Linked DNA regions of Mus musculus: region 1 is linked to region 2. Evidence: chromatin contacts called from public Hi-C data. All regions are on one chromosome and are shown on one strand. The core of a region is the stretch at or near the end of the contact, and the rest is flanking DNA. Distances in the headings are between cores, read along the strand shown.

Region 1 (6,891 bases), core at 1,079-3,578, 77 kb before region 2:
ATTCTGTCTAAGCTCCACCCCACAGTTTCCTGGCAATAGTGGGGTATGCTCCTCCCCACAGTTACCTGGCAACAGCGAGGTAGGCCTGGTCAACAATAAGAGGGGTTGCTTGCCCTCTTTTATTTCTCTCTTACTCTCTTACTTTTACCTCTATTCTCTTGCCTCTTGCCCTCTTGCTCCCCCTCTCTCCCCATTCCCTTCCCCCCCTCTCCAGATGGTCATGGCCGGCCTCTACTTCTCTACTCCCCCACCTCTCTTTCTCTGCCTTTCTCTGCCTCTACTACCCTCTTAACTCCTCTCCCCATGCCCTGAATAAACTCTTTTCTATACTATACCCTATACCATAGTGTGGCTGGTCCCTCAGGGGGAAGGGATGCCTTGGCATGGGCCTGCTGAGGCACCCCTCCCCCATACTTCACCATACCCCCATAAAACATATATTAATACATATTTATCTTTTTATCATCACAACAATTCCTCTGTTGAAATACATCTGGGTTCTTTCCATCTTCTGGCTATTATAAATATGGCTGCTATTAACATAGTGGAGTATGTGTCCCTATTACATGTTGGAGCATCTTCTAGGTATATGCCCAGCAGTCGTATAGCTAGGTCCTTAGGTAGCACTATGTCCAATTTTCTGAGGAACCACCAAACTGATTTCCAGAGTGGTTGTACCAGCTTGCAATTCTACCAACAGTGGAGGAGTGTTCCTCTTTCTCCACATCCTTGTCAGCGTCTGCTATTACCTGAGTTTTTAATCTTAGCCATTCTTGACAGGTGTGAGGTGGAATCTCAGGGTTGTTTTGATTTAAATCTCCCTGATGACTAAGGATATTGAACATTTCTTTTGTTTTGTTTTTTGAGACAGCGTTTCTCTGTGGAGCCCTGGCGATCTTGAAACTCACTCTGTAGACCAGGCTGGCCTTGAACTCAGAGATCCGCCTGTCTCTGCCTCCCAAGTGCTGGGATTAAAGGCGTGTTCTACCACTACCCGGCTATTGAACATTTCTTTAGGTGCTTCTCAGCCATTCCTCAGTTGAGAATTCTTTGTTTAGCTCTGTACCCCATTTCTAATAGGGTTGTTTGATTCTCTGGAGTATAACTTCTTGAACTCAAGTTGTACTACAGAGCAATAGTGACAAAAACTGCGTTATTGGTACAGAAACAGGCAGGTAGATCAATGGAGTAGAATTGAAGACCCAGAAATGAACCCACATACATATGGTCACTTGATCTTTGACAAGGGAGCTAAAACCATCCAGTGGAAAAAAGACAGCATTTTCAACAAATGGTGCTGGCACAACTGGTGGTTAGCATGTAGAAGAATCCACTGGCATTTAAAGATACTAGTTTTTCATGTCATTACAAAAACTGAAAACCCATTTACTTCTAGAAATACGGTCTTCTGCCAGCTTCCACAACACCCACTTTGTTTTCTTCCTAACATTCCAAGTCTCTCCGGCACATTTTAAATGCAGTGTTTGGATTTTAGTGGTTTCAGGATTGGAATTTTTATCTTGTTTCAGTTTGCTTGGTTGGTTTTTCTTTTTATCTCTCCTGCATTAAGGGCTGATCTAGGGTTTTTCATACTGGGAAAGCAACTTACCAGGGAGCTCCATCCTTTACTTTATTTTGACACAATGTCTCAATAAATTACTCAGGGTGACCTCAAGGTTTCAATATTCCCACATCAGTCTCTTAAGTGGCTATCCATGCCTAGCCTCATCTCACATGTTGCTAATGCTTCATCAATCGGCACTATATGCTAGCTTTCTGCCTATTTTTTACTGAGATATAAATTACATCATATATAACCAATACATTTGAAGTTAATAATCCACTGGATTTGGGTAAGTTTAAAGATTGATGCAACCATTTGCAAAGTCCAATCTTTAAAAGACTTTTTAAAAAGTTTATGTGTATGTGTGCATGCATGTGCATGTAGATGCCCATGGAAGCCAGAAGAGGGCATTGGATGCTTTGGAGCTAGACTTACAGGTAGTTCTGATCTGCGCCCGCCCCCGCCCCCGTGCCCACCCCAATGGGGTTGCTGGGGATTGAAGTCTTGTCCTCTGCAAATGCAGCAAGTGCTCTTAACTACAGAGCCATCTCCAGCCCAGCAAATCCAATTTGAGAACAATTCTATTACATTGAAAAGGATCCATATTTTGCCTCATGTGTATTTGCATTCTCCTGAAATCTCCATTTGTATTCTTAACTACCTACTGGGATGTTTTGTTTATCTAAAAACAGGCACTACAGACTGAGTTTCCAAAGCTGAGCTCATCTACTTCCATTAGAGCTAAATCATCCCTAATGGTCCTAAAATGTAATGAATGAAGTAGCACATGACTCACTGTCCAGAAACACTGGCATCCCCTGTCCCGAACTCTCTTTTTTTCTTGTCTGTATATCCGATGAATCATCACATTCCATATATGGCGCTTACTAAGTATAACTCCAACCCATTTCTTTCTCTGTCCTTTCTAATTATTGCCTCACTACATCTAACAAAAACATCTTTGTTAAACTAAACTACCCATCCAAGAAATGTGTATTGAGGACAACATGTGCCAAACCGAGTACAACATTCCCTAACTAGCCTACTCCAGTTTTTTATCTTCATGATACATTATTCCCCCCACCCAAGACTGGGGTTAAATTCATGGTCTTATGCATGCTAAGTAAGTACTCCATCACTGAGCTATATCCCTAGCTCTCCTGCAGAATTCTTAATCCAATAGTCACACAGAAAAATTTACCTCCACTTCTGCCCCCCCCCCACACACACACATTAATTCCACTCTTAAAATACTTTCATGCTAAATATCAGTTGGCTTCTCTCTGACCTTAGGGTAAATTCCAAACTTCTTAACATGATTACAATCCTTTGTGACCAGGTCTCTCCATGCCTCTGTAGTCTCATCTTTTACTGCAAGTCTCTTGAGCAAATTTCTTATCTTCACTAAATTTTCTCAAATGAAAACGAAGGATAATAAAAGTGTCTGTCTCAGAGGTATTTGAGAGGATTAAATGAAATAATACATGTAAAATACTTAACACACTACCTGGTGCATATTAAATATTAGTAAGTGTTAGCTACTGGTGATGGCAATAAGAATGTTAGCCTTTCTCAATCCCACTCTCTCATGGACTCCTATTTTTAGTGCTTGCTGTTGCTTTGTATTGTAAGCTCTGCTAACTAGACTATAAAGTCCTTAAAGACAAGTGTCACGACTTTCACTCCTGCTACAGTCCCCAATAGTGCTGAGTACAATGCTAAACACACAATAGAGCTTAATGAATGCTTTTTGACAAAAGTCCACAGAGAATAAAAGTGGTTGAAGTTTTAGTGACTCACTGGAAGGACAGTTTATTATTTTTTTTTTAGTACAAAATATGGAGTGGTGGTTCAATTTTGTAATCTCAGCAATCCTAAAGCCAGAGGGATTGCTGTGAGATTGAGGACAGCCTGGACTACACTGTGAGCTAAGACTAACCTGGGTTAAGTATTGTGATCCTGTATTTTAAAAAAAACATAAAATTATCAACACACCTACCCCCACTCAGAAACTGATCTGTTTTTACCTTCTAGCCTAATGTGTCACCAGGTTAGCACAGAACTTGGCAATGCTCACTGTTAAGCCAGTGGACTCTTTTCAAATGCTTTACTGCCAATATCCTGTTTTTGACAGAAATGGAGTGTGAAAGCGTGAAGGTGCTTAATTCTATTCTCTGGCAAACAGACACTGTGCAGTTTGTCTACTCATCTGTAATATCAGATTTTGCTTCTTAAATCAGCATCCAATCTAGGCTATCAAAAACAACACAAATTCCATTCCATTACAAAGCCAATCGACTCCTCCTAAATTGGTTTGGAGCACTTGGCTGGTGACCAGGCAGCAATCAGAAACCCAGAAGAGCCCCCAGCAGGCTTAAAGACTCAGGTCCCTTCAGATGCTAGAACATCTCCCTTCCCCCACACAAGGAACTTGGCAAGAACTGTGTAGCATGTTTAGTACAAAGCAAAAGAATGCCTTGTTTTGTTTCCCCTTCCTTTCCATATTTCTTCTCTCTAGCTACCATTGTTCTTCTTCCCTATCTGGTCCTGTCACTTCACGTCCTAAGAATGTCCCTGGCCTAATGCTTTCCTACTAAGACATCTTTGGGCATTCAGATGTCTGCTGCCCCATTCCAATGCATGCTTACTTGTACACAAACTGTATTCAAAGAGCAAAGGGTGGAAACGTGTGGTTCTATGTACCATGGACTCCAATTGGTATAATGGCTCTTTGAGGAAAAGTCTTATAGGCTTAAAACTATTCCAAAACCATTTGGGGCCTTTGATTTTAGTGAGGAGAAGGTGAACAGGGCTTGGTATGTGACAGAGAATGAGGAGTTGGAGGGGGCAAGTCAGCTCTGTACATAAGAGACAATACTTTAAACTAGAATAAACAAAGGCCATGTTTCCCAGTGTTGTTCTAGTTTTTCCCCTCATATAAAGAAAACGCTAAGGAATTGACCACCATGGGAAAAGCAAGCCCAAATAATGTTCAACTGTCACATGGGCTGAGATATAGAATCAGCCTTCTGTGCTGAAGAACAAGTAGCTAACATGCCCAGTCAATGGTCATGAACTTGGCAATTATCACTCCATTGAAGAACAAGAATTCACCACCACCACCCATTTTCATTCTCTCTCTCTCTCTCTCTCTCTCTCTCTCTCCACACACCCACACACACACACACACACACACACACACACACACACACACGCACACATGCACACATGTATTCACTCTTGCAGAGAAAATCTAAATGCTTTCACTTTGGTGGTGTGTTTATATTTAGAGCCTGTTTTCAACGTTATAATATTACATATACTTGAGGCAACACCACTTTACTGCCAATTCTTTGAAGCTGTTTAGGAAATTTGTGTCTCAAAGGCACTCCTTTGTGCTGTCGTCATGCCCAGCCTTTAGCAGAAGGACACTGCCAGGCAATTTCAAAAAGCCAGCCTAGATCCCAGAGTAAACTGACAGACTATAGGTAAGATAGTGCTAATGCCTAGAGCTGACTACTTTATTTTTATGTACTTTCATGGTCCCCAAATAATCTAAGCAATAAGAGTATGATCCTGAGGCCTCCTTTATTCTCCTTCTCCTTCCTTCCCCAAGACAGGCTCTTAGGATATGGCACATATCCTGGGCTGCCAAGGATAGGCCAAAGGCAAGAATATATGTCTATGAGGCTTAGATTAAGGAATGCCAAGTCCCCAAACATACCATCTGCTCTTCTAGAGATTTAGAGATTCAGCGGAGGGAAAAGTAGGCTCTCCAGAGCTGTCTCCTTTTATGAATCAGAGGCCAGTGAACAGATAGGCATTCTGAGCTGCACCATGCAGTGCAAAGAACTGAAGGTTTGGAGCCAGAGATTTAGAACTGCATCTCAGCTTACTGTGTGACCTTGAGTAAGGCACCTCATTTCTCTGACCACTGGGTTCATTGCTTGAAAATGGGGATGTCACCTATTCTATCACAAGGTTGTCACAAATCCTGAGGATGGGAACAAGAATGCCTCTAGCACAATATCAAGAATAAATTATTCAAATATGATTCCCTTCTCAATCCTGGCTAAGCATACCATGCAGCTGGACTTCTCTTGAAAGACAGATTTTTTTAAAAGGATGTCTCGACAGCTGTGTGTGCATGGTAGTTGTCATAGTGGTTGTTTTAGCTTTAAGCCAAAGTAACTTTTCCCCTTTAGGTTGAGATGATATAAGGGAAACTGAAGATGAAAGTTAGAGGTATTCAAGGGTACAAGGAAGGTTGAACAGGTCCTTAGCTTGATTGCTAGTATTTTAATTATAAATGGAGAATTCGGGCAAAGTGTGAAGACTTAAGCAGGAAAGACCAAAATTATGCAAATATTCTAGTCATTTAGTGAACTCTGGAATTTTTACAGTACTGGGAAATAGAGGAGGAAGGTAAGTGTGATGGTTTGTATAAGCTTGGTTCAGGGAGTGGCACTATCAGGAGGTGTGGCCTTGTTGGACTAGGTGTGTTCCTGTGGGCATGGGCTTTAAGATCTTGTCCTAGTTGCCTGGAAGACAGTCTTCTCCTGGTTGCCTATGTAACAAGCAAGATACAGAACTCTCATCTCCTCTAACACCATGCCTGCCTGACTCTGCCATGTTCCATTCTTGATGATAATGGGCTGAACCTGTGAACCTGTAAGCCAGCCCCAATTAAATGTCCTTATAAGAGTTGCCTTGGTCATGGTGTCTCTTCACAGCCATAAAACTCTAAGACAGTGAACAAATAGGGAACAGGACTACAATATGAGATTTGTGATATCACAGGACTGTACTAAAGCAGAATGAAAATGTATGCCTCTGTGTACTATTTTGACTAAGAAGACATGACCGTACTTGAAATCTTACCTGCCCTACAGATATGGGAGTTGGGGAATAGTATTAATCTAAATCCATTTTATTCTTAAAGCTCATCATGTGTCTGTGCCCTCAAAATATTCCCAATGCAACACTTAACATGTTCAAAAACGTTATTTTACTCCAAATACATCAAGGATTGTCACAAAATAGTTTTGAAGAAGGATTAAATGCATTAGGTGCCTGAAAAGTTATAAAGTGTTTTCTTTTGTAGTATAAAAATAGGTTGTACCCACACTTCAGACTGCACAATAGATCTAGCTTCTCCATCTATATTAAATGTCAATTGCTATATACTTAATAATAGACTGACTAGGTCAGTATGCACCTATTTTCCATTGTTCGTGGAAACACTTTTCTCCACCTATAATTCCACAGTGGTTTCAAAATGGGTATTTTATTCTCACAATGTATTGGTAGCCCCAAGTCCTTCCTGG
Region 2 (6,862 bases), core at 2,947-5,446:
AAATCTTTTAAAAAAGAGTAGATATTAGATAAATCATATGCAATCAGTATGAAAGTACTTTTGGGATGCAGATTTGTGCAGCCACCCATAAGATATTTTCTTCCCCCCAGAAATTTTCTTTATTTACATTTCAAATGTTTTCCCCTTTCCAGGTCTCCCCTTCAGAAAAAAACCTACCCCATACCCCCTCCCCCTGCCTCTATAAGGGAAGATAGTCTCATTCAGAGTAGATTTATAGTTCAAAGTCTACAATATGGGAGTCAATATACTATATTGTTAAGTCAAACAAAGGGTCCCTGTATACTAGCTATCAAATATGTTCAAGTAGCTCTTTAAAAATGAGACCCCTCTGATATTATAAATTTGACCTGAAATAAGATTAGATTTTATTAGCAATAATTCTACTTGTCATCTTAGACTTTAGAGACACTTTTCATCTAATTACTTTAATAATCAAAGTCTATTTTATCAAACTTCAGAGAGAATTTTAAGTAATTCTCCTTTTCTAAATTTTCTAACAGAAGTAAGAGCCACTAAATTATTTCACTGGAGCTGGTGGCACATGCCCGTAATGCCAGCACATAGGAAGCACAAGCAGTAGGATTGAAAGTTCAAGGCCAGCCTGAGGTTCACAACAAAACTGTATCTCAAGCAAACAAAGATCCAATTGTTTGCCTCAATTTTCCCTCTCTTATTTTCAGCGACTCCAATATATTCAAAGACCTATGCCAAGGGCTAAAATAATAAGTAAAAACTGCAATTGCAGGAGGTTAGCTAGGCTTCCTAAAAAAAATCACCCAATGAGGAAGTCTTGGGACCTTGAGTTAATGTCATACTCACCTGGAGAATATGCAGATAATGTGTAGAGGGCTCATAATTTTACTTATCAAAAATGAGTGCTATGATTTTATGTATGATATGATAATATTTCCTTAAATAGTATTTAAGGGAACTGAAGATTCATATTGTTGAGCTGTACCTGAAGATTGTGTTTATTATGATTTCTATATTTTGTGTAGACTTTAACAAACTATAAGGCCTCAAAGGGGTGAAAAACAAATTCTAAAATGAAAAAATACATGGATTATATATGTGTGTGTGTGTGTGTGTGTGTGTGTGTGTGTGTGTGTGTGTGTGTGTGTATGGCACACCTTTAAGAAATTCTGACTCTGTAGATGTAGAGAGAGACAACACAGGAATCAGTGTTTAATGTGCCCTCTCATTGATCCAACTGCAAGCAGTCCAAGAAACTCAGTTAATAAATACTAAATAAACAGGAATGAAAAGTCACAATGAATGGAAATATTTTAGCAGTCATCTCAGGCACCAACTTGATATGACTTGTACACACAATAGACATGCAATAAATATCTGTTGAATGAACAAATGAATAGCTGAATGAATGCATTCTTAGATGGGGCTGGACAAGAAAATGTAATACAGTATTATTAATACTATTTTAGAGATATTTGTGACAGAGAAGAGAAAAAAGGTAACCTTTATTTGGGTTCTACTTTGTGTCAAGGGTGTCAACTTTCTACTATGTCACCCAGGAGAGGCAGTTAATTTAGCTTAGGGACAACAGAGGATGCACCTACAAGAAAAGCTACATGTATTGGCTTTCAAAGGACCAGGAATGTGTGTGAGGAGTCAAAGGGATTGTCTATTAGCCCTTACAGGGGTATGAGAATTTGGAAAATTAGACAGGCAGAGGACATAGATCAAAACACAGAGACAAATACAAGCATAGAGAACTGAGATGAAAGCCTGAAGAACCCACATGTCTTAGTAACATGTAAATAGCTATGATGAGACACCAATTGTCTTAGTTAGGGTTTTACTATTTTGAACACACACCATGACCAAGGCAAGTCTTATAAAAGACAACATTTAATTGGAGCTGGTTTACAGGTTCAGAGGTTCAGTCCATTATCATCAAGGTAAGAATATTGCAGCATCCAGACAGGCATGGCACCCAAGAGATGAGTTCTACATTGTGTTCCAAAGACAAACAGAAGACTGGCTCCCACATGGCTATAAAGGTCTCAAAGCCCACCCCCACAGTGACACACTCCAACAAGGCCACACCTACTCCAACAAGGCCACTCACTGGGCCAAGCATATTCAAACCACCACAGCAACTTTTAAATTAAAGCACTTAATTTAGGGGCTTGCAGTTTCAGAGGATAGTAAAGTCCATGACCAGTATGAAACGGAGCATAGCAGCAGGCCAGTAGGCATGGTGCTTTAGCAATAGCTGAGATAACAGCCAGAGGCAAGGGTGAGGGGGGACGAGATGTGTTAACTTGGATTGATGTAGGTCTTTGAAACTCAAAGCACATCCTCAGTGGCACATCTTCTCCAACAAGGCCATGCCTATTAATACCTCCCAAACATTTCTATCAACTAGAGGCCAAATATCCAAATATATGAGCCTATGGGGCCATTCTCATTCAAATCACCACACTAAGGGTCAACAGTAGAATTTTATAATTTTAATGTGGTGCACTGCCTATTGGACAAGGAAATATATCCTCACATATGGCAGAACCTTCCCCTAATGAATAAAGATTTCAGGGAACTGGGCAAGGAGTAGGCAGCACTTCTGGGTGGGAGAGAGGAAGAGGGGAAGGAGGAGAAAGATACTGGCTTTTTTGGACAGGAGACAGGTGTAGGTCAAAATGGAGGTAGCAGAGACCCATCACAACCCCTATCCACCATTGAGGTGGCAGATCAGCTACAGGAGAATTTAACTTAGAAAGGCTTATAAATTAGGATGATAGTTGCTGTGCCAGCAATTGTGCTACCTGTTAATTCTGAACTAAGTTTGTGTGGTCTTTTCCATCACCCTACGACTCAACTGGTTTCCAGCAGAAAAGCATGGGTTTGTGACAAGTGCATTCCAAAAGGCCATGGGAATTTGGAAGTGTGGGGCTGGCATGGCATCAACCTATCAGTGGAAACTTAGCTAGTTGGGTGGAGAGATTTTGGAGCTCTGGGTCAGAGTCTGCCTGTCCACTGTTGTCTTTCTGGCATAGCGTGGATTGCTTTTTTATATTTCCTGCTACATCACACACCAGACACACACACAAACATATGTATACATACATATACATATATGCATATACACATGTATGCATATATGTGTAACTAGTTGAATAACTATAGTCAAAGAAATAAAAGAATGGTTTGGTCATACTGGAGAAGAAGTTTTAATAGAAAATCAAGTGAGAGGCCCAAAGTGGGACCCAGCTCAAGGGGAGATCCCAAGACCTGACGCTATTACAGAAGCTATGAAGTGATCACAACAAGGAACCTATCATGACTGCCCTCCGAAAGACCCAACAAGCCGCTGAAAGGGTCAGATGCAGATATTTGCACCCAACCAAAGGACAGAAGCAGCTGACCCCTGTGGTTGAATTAAGGGAAAGCTGGAAGAAGCTGAGGGGGAGGGCAATCCTGTAGGGGACCAGCAGTGTTAATTAACATAGACCCCCCAAGATCTCTCAGACACTGGACCACCAAACAGACAGCATACATGAGCTGATATGAGGTCACCAACACACATACAGCAGAGGACTTCCGAGAATGTGTTCATTCAGAGATGATGCATCTAACCCTCAAGAGACTGGAGGCCCCAGGAAGTTTAGAGGTCAGGTGGGGTTGAGGTGTGGGGTGGGGGTGGGGGCATCCTCATGGAGACAGGGCAGGGAGGAGGTATGGGATATGGAACAGTTGGAAGGTGGATCAGGAGGAGAATAAAAATCTGGAGTTGGGAAGGAAGGAAGGAAGGAAGGAAGGAAGGAAGGAAGGAAGGAAGGAAGGAAGGAAGGAAGGCAGGCAGGCAGGCAGGCAGGCAGGCAAGCAGGCAAGCAGGCAAGCAAAGCAAGGCAAAAGTCTCTTCTCTAGCCATGTCTTCTTTAGCTAATTGATAATTTTGGCTCACTATAATAAGAGGTTTAAAGATGCTTACAAAAGTCCAAAGATAGAGTGTCTACCTTGAGAAATAATGAGCTCTAGACACCAAAGGATTCAAGCCAAACTTGAACAGCCTATATTGTCTGGTAGCCAAATAGTAAACAGAACCTTTTAATTAGTGTGGTATTTCTAATCAAGCATGAACTTGCAGGGGGAAAAAGCAGCTGAAGGGTGGACTTGATGGAGCATACCTGAAATTCTATTCCTAATGAGGCTGAGGAAGGACGATAGCTAGGAATATGAGATCATCCTGAGCTACATAGAGATCGCTAGACCAGCCTGGGCTACAGAGAGAAATCCTGCCACAAACAAGCAAACAAACAAGACTTTAATTCACATTTCAGCTTCACTACTTACTAAGAATGGGGCCCTGGGCAGGACGTGTAACTAAATTAGTGTTAATTTCCTCATCTGTAAACAAGGGAATCAAAACACTTAACCTGGGCTGGAGAGATGGCTAAGCGGTTAAGAGCACCGACCACTCTTCCAGAGGTCCTGAGTTCAAATCCCCGCAACCACATGATGGCTCACAACCATCTGTAATGAGATCTGATGCCCTCTTCTGGTGTCTCTGAAGACAGCTACAGTTTACATAGATATAATAATAAATAAATCTTTAAAGAAAACATTTATCCTGCCGCAAATACTTTAACAACATATATGTAAAAATACAAAACCCAAGGCTTGGGACATTGTTAGTATTTAGTAAACAGGACATCTTATACTAGTTATTTTTTGTTCAGTGACTCGAAGGACATACATACAATTACATCTCAAGTCTACCTACGACCTAAAGATGTAAAAGATTTAGAATTGAACTGAATAATCTTAGTTTACCTCCCCTCCAATTTTAAAGTTAGATGAGATGGATCATTAGGTAGGTAAAAGTACTTAACCACCAAGTCTACTGACCTGAGTTATAATGTCAGGCCCCAAGTGGTGGAAAGAGAGAAACAACTCCTAAAAGTTGTTTTCTGACGTCCACATGCCAACTGTGGTACTATGTACCAGAAAATAAAATAAATAAAATGTATTAGATTTTGCCATGCTCACACTGGCAAAATGATAGATAGTCCTTATCAAGAATATATGTAAAGCATTATTTCTATGCTCAACATATCATTAAAGGATAGAATAGAGATGATCTGACATGATCAACAGGCTTAGAAGCTCTGTTTAAAAATAGAACACTCAATAGCTTACTTGTTTCCACTCCTTTCTTCGTTTGTACAATAAATACTTGTTGAGCATTCTCCTGGATCCTGTGGAAGCCATTAGAAATAATATGCTTGAGATGGGGAGATGGCTAAGTGGTTAAGAGCACTTACTGCTCTCCCAAGGGCTTCGGATTTGAGTCCCTGTACCCTTTTCAGAGACCCACTTCTTTTTCTAACCCTCTTCTGGCCTCCTCCGGCTCTGCATGCATATGATAATCAGACATTTATTCAGGCAAAGCATCCATATCCAGAAAAGCAAAAGTTAAAAAAAAAACTGAAAGCAATGATGTGCCCCCCCCTTCCTCAAGGAGCTCACAGTATGGGACAATACGAACGAAGACAGTGTGATTATTTTAATCACAGATGCTTGTGGTGACTCAGAGAAAAGTACTCTAAAGGGGGTACAAAAGTACAGGGTTGGAGGTCAAGTGGGGAGATAACTTTTACAGGACATGACTCCTAAGCCTTTTAAACTCTTTTTTTCCCTTTTTTACTTATTCTTTCAGAAAACCATACATTATGTTTTATTATATATTCCCATCCTCTGACTTATCCCAGATTCCCCACCCCTACTCTCTCTGTACCCACATAACTTCATGTTCTTTATCTCTCTTTACAGCAAAACCAGGACTGTTTATAGTCCAGTTTGTATTGGCAATCGCCTCCTGAGCATTGGGCCTATACTAGAGTATAGTTGATATACATTGTCACTCCACTGGTGAAAATGTAGTTTCCTCTCTCCCAGCAGTTATCAATTGCAAATAGCTTCTTAGTTAGGCATGGGACTTTGTGCCCACCTCCCCTCCTTCGTGTTGAGAATTCTGACTAGCTTGAGTCTGTGCAGATCTTGCCTATGCTGTCACAGTGTCTGGGGATTCATATGTACATCTGCCCTGCTGTGTCTGGAAAATTGTCTAGAACCTCTGACTCTTACAGTATTCTTTGTGCCCCCCTCTTCCACATTGGTCCTCGAACCTTGATAGGGGTGGTGTAACCAAGACATCCCCGCAGGACTAAGTACTCCATAGTCTCAGTGGTGGGACTTTGTGTTCACTGATGGCAGTCAAAGCTTCTCTCAGGAGGGTTGAGTGAGGCCCTCATCTATAGCTACTGCATCATGGCATTAGGAGTTCATTCAGCAGAATAATAGTAGTAGGCTTCCCCTAGGCCCATGACTTATCTCGTCAGGTTCTGCACTTTAGCAGTGTCTGGCATGGGTTATGGGTTCCATTTTAGGGAATGGGCCTTGAATCCAATAAAAAAATGGTTGTTTATTTTTGTAATACATTTTTGTAATACCCATGCCATTATTATACCAATGTGCATATGTTGTAGGCAGATTGATGTTATAGCTAACAGAGTTCATAGCTGGCTGAAATTGGTGGTTGCTTTTCTCCTGGAATGCAGAATACTTCCCAGCACCACAAATGCTAGTCAGTAAGGGAGAAGCTTCCAGGTGAGCACCTGCTCAATTTTTCCGTGTTTTATGACATAAGTGATATATTCAATAGTAGGGCCTTACCATCCAGTGGTGGAGGGTAACCAATGGCCTCAGCAATAGTCTATGATGTTTGGGTGGGTCTGTGGAGCCCCTTTGGACAGTGAATCCATAAGATATAACCCATTCATGCTACTTGGAGTTAATCTGGTAGCATATGTTATCTAGG

What was found. Hi-C and Micro-C count contacts between places; a contact is called where the count stands out from the background.
Region 1: a contact with region 2 is called in a Hi-C map of the N1E-115 cell line, with 5 times the contacts expected there. The contact joins two enhancer-like sites. A contact is called at or near these places in 1 of 15 datasets of contacts at CTCF or cohesin (CD8 T cells), 4 of 484 Hi-C or Micro-C datasets (the G1E-ER4 cell line, the N1E-115 cell line, muscle stem cells and 1 more) and 1 of 115 datasets of contacts at active chromatin or transcription factors (embryonic stem cells).

Annotation. Positions count from the first base shown.
Region 1 is chrX:140,701,843-140,708,733 of GRCm38.p6, reverse strand. All of the region lies in intron 3 of Mid2 (midline 2), which reads right to left. Among named protein-coding and RNA genes, the nearest start is that of Gm23199, 26 kb to the right of the region's middle. Within about 2 kb of position 2,328, at least 8 of the 459 cell types and tissues checked have an H3K27ac peak or open chromatin away from gene starts, as enhancers often do. A contact at or near this core is called in the N1E-115 cell line, where this site is marked.
Region 2 is chrX:140,627,020-140,633,881 of GRCm38.p6, reverse strand. No RefSeq gene overlaps it. Among named protein-coding and RNA genes, the nearest start is that of Tsc22d3, 30 kb to the right of the region's middle. Within about 2 kb of position 4,196, at least 2 of the 459 cell types and tissues checked have an H3K27ac peak or open chromatin away from gene starts, as enhancers often do. A contact at or near this core is called in the N1E-115 cell line, where this site is marked.